2 separate regions of the Mus musculus genome follow, and region 2 is linked to region 1. Evidence: chromatin contacts called from public HiChIP or PLAC-seq data. All regions are on one chromosome and are shown on one strand. Each heading gives the region's core, a stretch centred on a gene start, on an enhancer-like site or on the middle of the called end of the contact. The rest is flanking DNA. Distances are from core to core; before and after follow the strand shown.

Region 1 (3,809 bases), core at 143-2,642:
AGAATAAACTCTTCCTCTTTCATTTGTGTGGGTTTTTTCCCCAGGTGTCTGGTCACAGCAATAAGAAAAGAAATACATATGCAACAGTAAAAAGCATAGCAAGGTAACTCCCATGTGTTATTGCCTACGTTCAACAATGATTTAAATCGAGATCAATTTGTTTCTTCTGAATATCTATTTGCTTCTCTTACTCCAGGTAATTCTGAAGACGATCTCATACATTGTATCATTTCATCTGTACTAATAAAATGTGTATTTCTAATAGATAAGCATTACCCTCTAAATAAGTGGTTTATTTCTGCTTAAACTCCCACTGTAAATCCTTACTGCCAAATATCCTTCATTTTAAAGAGTCTTTCTGGTCTTTTGGTTACAGTTGTGGTATTCTCTTTTATTTATTTAAACATACACGTATATATACACACAGTTTACAGCTGGAGTTTAATTGTTCTAACATGTGCAGGTTTTGTGGTGTGATTTTGTGTCTGTTATGTCTGCTGGCTCCTGTTCATGGGAGATTGTTTCATCATGTATCTGTGATGTTTTAATATACATTGTGAGTTTGTGGTAATTAAAACATTATCTATAACAATTGTTTGAGACTTAACTAAAGCTCATTTCCCTAAAGATACCCCTACCCCACCTCACCCCTGCCCTGCTTAGTGTCCCAGTGAACTTTCCTATGGCTACATGATTCCTGGTCACTTCTGAGAACTTAGATACCAGCTTTCACTGCTTGGTCAATAATTGATTTTCTGGTTTCCAGTTAAGAGACATAGAGTAAATCAGTACATCAAGCCAGTTGGCTGGCCTGCCATCCTTCCTTCCTTCCTTCCTTCCTTCCTTCCTTCCTTCCTTCCTTCCTTCCTTCCTTCCTCCCTTCCTTCCTAAAAAGCTTTATTTATTCTCTCTGAGTGCGAGTGTGTGTGTGTGTGTGTGTGTGTATGTATGTCTCTGTGTGTCCGTATATGTGTGTGTATGTATGTATGTGTGTATGTCTGTGTGCATGTGTATGTCTGTGTATACATGTGTGTATGTCTGTGTGCATATGTGTGAGTGTGTACATGTGTGTATGTGTGCTCCCTTTACTGATCTGAGCCACTGCATCCAGCTTGATGACCCAAGTGCTTTCTGGCCAAGCACTAGACTTTAGTTGCTGAGCCATCTCCCTACCCTCTCCTTACAAATCTGAACATGCTTCTTCTAGGCTCCTGTGAATTACTGGCCTGTGATATTTATGCTCCATTCTTGAGTTGAGGCATTTAAATGGATGTAAACTTACTCATACCAGTCCTATAGGGCATTCACCTTGTGGCTGGTAATTCTCAGAGGAGCCTTTATTTTCCCAAAGCTCACAGAGGGAAGCACTTTCACTTTCTGTTTCAGTGAAATTAATTTTATTTTTCTAGTTTCTCTTTATCGGGGCTGTTGCCTTCTGGAAGACTGGCTCCAGGAAGGGTCTCTGTTGCCTTCTTGTTTCATACAAATTATTCTCTTTGTTGTTGGTCTCCCTTTTATGCTAATATCTTGTTAAAACAAAAAAACTTACCCAACGATGTATTGGCAGATTTCCTAAAGACAAGATTCAGCTCCAACATCCAGGTTCTGCTTTGGATTCGTGCTTTTGCTACTTTTATCCTAGATGGATTCTTCCCCTGTCTTCAACTCAGCTAAGCATTTAAAATATTAAAAGTATTTCATCCAATATTTTAAGGTGTTATAGACTGGAATTCTGAACACCTACATGGTGCATATTCATAAAAGACTCCAAATTATTGTGCCTCAGCTCCCATGAGATAGGCTGTCAGCAGTGAGTCCCTTTCACAATGTCGTGCAGCTGTTCTCCCGGCTTTCTGCTCCAGAGGCTGATAGAGCCTTTATTCATTTAGATGGGTCTCACAAAGCTGTAAAAATCCAGGAGATTCTAAACAACAGTTTTATTTCTCTGAATTCTAGAGTCTGAGAAGTCCAAGATCAAGATGTTGGCCAACTCGTAGGTGTGAGGGTCTGCCTCTGGATCATAGAGGATGCCTCTATGGTGTCCTCACAGGGTACAAAAGCTTGAAGCTCTCTGGGTTCTCTAGCACAAGCCCTGTCATACTCCAACCATCTCACAAATCCCCCCACTGTCTACTATCATCATCAGGTTTCAACTCATGAACTCTAGGAGTGGCTTGCAAACATTTAGACAATGACAGCGCAGTCCCCAGGCCCACATCTTCTTTACTGTTTTGACTCATATCTCACTCATGATGATACTTATGAGTTTACCATTCTTTGGGCAGAGCCATCCCTGAGGACTTCCACTCTTAATATGGGTTTGGGCCTTGAGAAGAGACTCTGTTTGTCTTAGTTTGGGTTTCTATTGCTGTGAAGAGGCACCGTGATCAAGGCAACTCTTACAAGGACAAACATTTAATTGAAGCTGGCTTAAAGTTTCAGAGATTTAGTCCATTATCATCATAGCAGGAAGGATGGCAGCATATAGGCAGACATGGTGCTGGGGCTGGAACTGAGAGTTCTGTATCTTGATCCAAAGGCAACCAGGAGAGAGTGACTCTTCCACACTAGGTGGACCTTGAGCAATAGAAGCCCTCAAAGCCCACCTACACACTGACATACTTCCTCCAACAAGGCCACACCTCCTAATTGTAGCACTTTCCATGGGCCAAGCATATTCAAACCACTATACTGTTTTTCCCTCTTCTCCCTAGACACTGGAGAAGTCTTTGTCCTTAGTTATCTAATCAGAAGAAGGATGAGAGACAATATGGCAACATGAACATGAGCTTTCAAATTTCTCAGTGTCAGACCCAGATTTAGGACTGCTCTAGTTTCTCTGCCTCTCTGCAGCTCTTCCACCTTGTTGCCATGTGCTGGTTGATGCTTTACATCATCAAGTCAACACCTACAGTCCTGAATTCATTGATGGGGTCTGAAGACCAGGCTAAAATTCAAAGTCCTAGAGAAGAGGTATATATTTTTTTCAGTTCTAGTTTTCTTTGCCAGAAATGACTGCGGTCCATGGCCACTGGCAGGAGGAATCCCCTCTTCCCATCTTCCTTTTCCTTTTATCAGGAAACCCCATCCTATGGGGTTTTTAGTGATAAAGCCCCATCCTATGGATGCCTACCCCCAAGACTACAGTGCATTTGTCTGACGGTGTTTCTCCCGGCCCCCAAATCTGAGCCTTTCAGCATCCTATGTAAGGCTTTAGCAATCCATTTCAGGGTAGACTGCACTAAGTCCAGTCCATTTATTTTGTGATGTTGCTGCGGATAACTATTTAAACACTAAACATTCATAGCCTTCCCAAGAAACATACACTATTAAAGGGGCACGAAGCAGTTGAAAGCTGTGCTTAGATGAGCAACTGCACTCTAAGGGACAAGTAATCTAGACACACAGCTCTCTGAACCATCCATCCACTTTCCCAACTAAACGGAACATGAAATATTTGAGTTCAGGTTACTACACTGACTTTGGAGTTTTCCCAGCTCCAATCGGTGGAGCTGTGCCTTTGATTTGCATAATCAAGAGTCCCAAAGTGGTGGTTGTTCTGGGAAAAAAAGCAAAACAGAAACAATGATCTGCTGTCACTGTAAACCCAACTCTCCGGCTTGGGACCTTTCTCTCCCAAATGCAAGGTCATAAAGCAAATGCTGTGGCTTTCTAAATGGCAGTTTCCTGAGTTGCTGTGCTCACATATTTTCCAATAAAACTTGGTTTCATGCAGGATACCCCTCCTGCAAATCTTTCTTTCTAAATCACAAAGCACAGAGTCTTATTATTGGTGTGCGCTTGTTAAT
Region 2 (3,906 bases), core at 1,351-3,850, 520 kb after region 1:
TCAGCAAAATGAAGGATTTTCAAGAAAGGATTTATTAATTTTTATTTTATACATATGAATGCTTTGCTTGCATACATGTATGTGCACCACGTGAGTGCCTGGTGTTCGTGGAGGCCAGATGAGGGTATCAGATCCTCTGAAGCTGGGGTTACAGATGGTCGTGAGTCACCATGTGAGCGATAGGAACTGAACCTGGGTCCTCTGAAAGAGTGGCAAGTGCTTTTAACCTATAAGTCACATCTTCAGCTCCAGTTTTCTCCTTTTCATATTTTTACAAAGGTAGATAGATCATGGGCTGATGAGCTGGCTCAGCAGGTAAAGGTGACTGCCACCAAGCTTGACAAAGCTGAGTTCAATCCCTGGCAGCCACATTCATATAAAACAATAAAATATAAAACAAATAAAATAAAATAAAATGTTTTGTATAAAATAAAACAAATCTTTTATAATCCTTTCTATATTTATATAATTATAGATTATAATTACCTCATGTGCATAATACATATTATATATTCATATATAATTATATATATAATTACTTTATCTTCCCCTTTCCTTTCCTCCCGCCAAATCCTATGTACCCTTCCCCCTTGCTGTCTTTCAAATTTATGGCTTCCTTTTTAAGATTGCCTATAGATAGATAGATAGATAGATAGATAGATAGATAGATAGATAGATAGACAGACAGACATACACAGTCTTTTTTAAAAAAAACATGCAGAAAGCTTATGGGGTATCGGTTTCACTCTGTTTTTACAAAGCAGTAAACTGAGGCAGACTAAGAACCTAATAACTGTGATTGAGGCAGGCACTCAGGCATTACTGTCCTGTCATGCTGTACACAGGACCGCGGTGACTTGACAATGAGGCAGGAGAGGCATCAGAGCCCAGGTCTATCGGGGGAGGATGGCTTCTACAAGAGCTCATTTCTATGCTGGATCCTAAAGGGCAAGTGAGAATGGAGTCTGATAAGGAGCTTGAGGCAGAATTTGCAAGAGTGCCTGCTGGTTTCCAGGCAGTATATACTCGGGAGAGGGAAGCCAAGAAGTGTAAGATGTGGCCTTTGACTTACAGACAGAGAGGTTAAATTGCTGAAACAGAATGTGTTCATGGCTAGCAGAGACGTGCATAAGCCTCGCCAGAGAGGTAGAGGAAGTCAGAATCAAGGCCAGGTCACTAGTTCATTGACGGCAGATGAAGTGGCCTTTGAGTTTTAATGCTGAAGGAGGAGGAAGAGTTTGCCAAACAAACGGAGTGGGGGGTTACATCTCTAGCAGAGGAAATAACGTATTTGGTGGAAGAAGTGTTTAAAAGTCTTCCTTTTGCTCTATGCAAGTTATTTTAATTTTTTATGACTCAATGTCCCACCTAATAATTGGGTATAATGATCGTCCTTATGTAGAACATCGCCTTGGGAACAAAAGCAGTAAATACTTGCAAAACACTTAGAGCAGGGTTAGTGCATTGTAAGTCCTGTCTGAGTTTTTATAGAGAGAGTAAACTGTTAACTAAAAACTCTTCAAGTCTCTTACATGTATGGTATGCCAGCCCAGTCTCCTCCAATCTAAAATCCTGCCATCAGTAGCTTCTGCCCAGAGGAAATGTAAGACTTGGCGTCTGACCTCCCTGGATTTCCTTGGCTCCTCAGGGCTTTCAATTCCTTTCAGCTTGGTGTCCTGCTCTCCCAGTCCCTGATGTCTGTGGAATAGCGGAAGGGTGTCCCAGGGTGAGCTGAACACGAATCCTGTAGTCATCAAGATCAGTCAGAGTCTTAAGATTGGCGTCTGACCAGCTCTAAGTGGCTCTAATTACATTTCAATGGAGCATAGAGTCAAATTTTGACAAGCACATAAACTTAATAGCTGATCTGCAGGCATAATTACCACCAGACTGATTTGTAACTGCCAGCGAATAAGCCCACGAGACGGTTATCCAAAGTCTTCCAGTTCAAAGACCGAAGTTGTGAGGATGAAGCCACTACAGCCACGTTGGAGCTAAGCGTCTGCTGCATTCGAGGCTCTAGACACAATGCAGGGAACTGAGCCATCTCAAAGCATCACTCGAATCCTGTTTGGCTGTTCTGATGCAGAAAAAGATAAGAAAGGGAATCAGTGTGGGGAAATGTGATATGCGGAACTCTAAAAATAAACTGCCTGTCCCTGACATCTGTGTTTGCAAACACACTGTTTAAAGCAGTGCTCTTCCCTCCGAAGGGCCAATCCCAAGATGACATCCTCCTCCGCGGTTGGTTTTTCCTGCGGTTCTCAACAGGAGGGCTTTCCCAGAGACCTCTTGGCTTCCAGCTTTTATTTGATGTCCCCCTTAAAAGAGTGGGCAGGATTATGGACATCGTGAATGGGTGATTTCAGAAACCCAGCTTCTCAGCCGCTCCACTGTTCTGCTACTGAGGTGATTCTGTGCTCCCTCGTCTCTGATGGCGTCCTTCCCGGCCCTCTTGAAGAGAGTGTCACGGTGCGTAATCCCAGATCAGGTTTGAATCAAATAAATGACACATGACGCGGTGGCCAGATGTTCGCGGGTGAGAACCGGAGCTAAGTTCACACAATTGTTCTGCCTCCTCGCTTTCCGCCGAGGTTCTTTCCTGTGGGCTGGAGATGGTATTGGCAGCAGCTTGGCTCCGCTCTCCTCCACCGCCAGCCCAGCCTGTGCTCCAGGGGCTGCTCGCAGGCTGCCTTCCTCTTCCTGTGCAGCTGGTGTTTGCAGAAGGACGCGATTTGGAAGTTGATTTATTTACTTTGCTTTATTTATTTTTTTTTATGAATGGACATAGATGGCTGTTGTTGAAACAATCAATCTACTCCGGTGAGATGATTATAATTTAACAGAAAAACATGCTTCGGGGCCACGTGCAACATTAAGGCTTAGGGCTTTGGCAACGTTCAAATGAACTGTCCTGTTCAGAGTAAAATCTGAGGATATGTTGCGTCTTTAAACATAAACCCAACTGAATGGGTTGGGTCTTTGGCTCTACAGACTGGGGCCTGTGAACGAGGCAACACTTTCGATTGTAGAAGCCAAGGGCTACTGTTCAGGTCACTTCCTTTTGTCCTTGTTGTCCTCACTCGGGGACTTACAGGATGCTTATATGGCCCCAAATATGGAAAAAAAAGAGAATATTCCAGAAAGTGCCTCCTCCTCTTGGGCTAATTCCTCTTCTCAAATCATTTTGTAAAAGTCTGAAGATCTGTTGCTGGAGAGATGGTTTGACAGTTAAGAGTGCTGACTGCTCTTCCAGAGATCCTGAGTTCAATTCCCAGTAACCACATGGTGGCTCACAACCACCTGTAATCAGATCTGATGCCCTTTTCTGGTGTGTCTGAAGACAGCTATGGTGTACTCTTATGCAGAAAATAAATAATTCTTTTTTTTTTTTAATGTCTGCAGATTTAAGACACAAACATGGCAGTCACGTAAATGATAGGCTGAGGTAGATACCTTTCCTTTAAAGAGTTTATCCATATTTTGAAAGCAATATAAAAAGCATTAAAGGCATAGTCAGCCATAATTCATCCTTTCCTGCTTCTTTTTACCATGGCAGCCATCAAATTCAGCCACCTGAGGAACTATCACTTTTCTACACAGATGTACCATTCAAAGATGGACTTGCTTCTTAGATATGCAGATAATAGCATACAATACACATTGTACTCCGCTTTGCCTTTTCCTCTGAACAACACATCAGATGGAGGTGTCTTTTCTGCCCACGAAGCTGTCAGGAGAGAGGTTGCTCTTCGGCTCAGTGAGCTGCATCTGGCTCTGGCTTGTTGTACTGACAACATGCAAGGTGCTAAGCCAAGCTGGCCTTCAGCACAGGGCTTCCCAGCCTGAAAAGATTGGAGTCCTAGTGGAAACCTTAAAAAGATGAATAGCATCAAGTATCAAGTG

Evidence for each region. HiChIP or PLAC-seq counts read pairs in DNA pulled down with a chosen protein or histone mark.
Region 2: an H3K4me3 HiChIP or PLAC-seq map of bone marrow-derived macrophages shows a contact between it and region 1, with 8 times the contacts expected there. The contact joins two enhancer-like sites. A contact is called at or near these places in 1 of 484 Hi-C or Micro-C datasets (bone marrow-derived macrophages), 1 of 115 datasets of contacts at active chromatin or transcription factors (bone marrow-derived macrophages) and 1 of 9 other capture datasets (embryonic stem cells).

What each region holds. Positions count from the first base shown.
Region 1 is chr5:75,314,844-75,318,652 of GRCm38.p6, forward strand. No RefSeq gene overlaps it. Among named protein-coding and RNA genes, the nearest start is that of Mir7025, 140 kb to the left of the region's middle. Within about 2 kb of position 1,393, at least 26 of the 459 cell types and tissues checked have an H3K27ac peak or open chromatin away from gene starts, as enhancers often do. A contact at or near this core is called in bone marrow-derived macrophages, where this site is marked.
Region 2 is chr5:75,833,216-75,837,121 of GRCm38.p6, forward strand. No RefSeq gene overlaps it. Among named protein-coding and RNA genes, the nearest start is that of Gm32727, 140 kb to the right of the region's middle. Within about 2 kb of position 2,601, at least 92 of the 459 cell types and tissues checked have an H3K27ac peak or open chromatin away from gene starts, as enhancers often do. A contact at or near this core is called in bone marrow-derived macrophages, where this site is marked.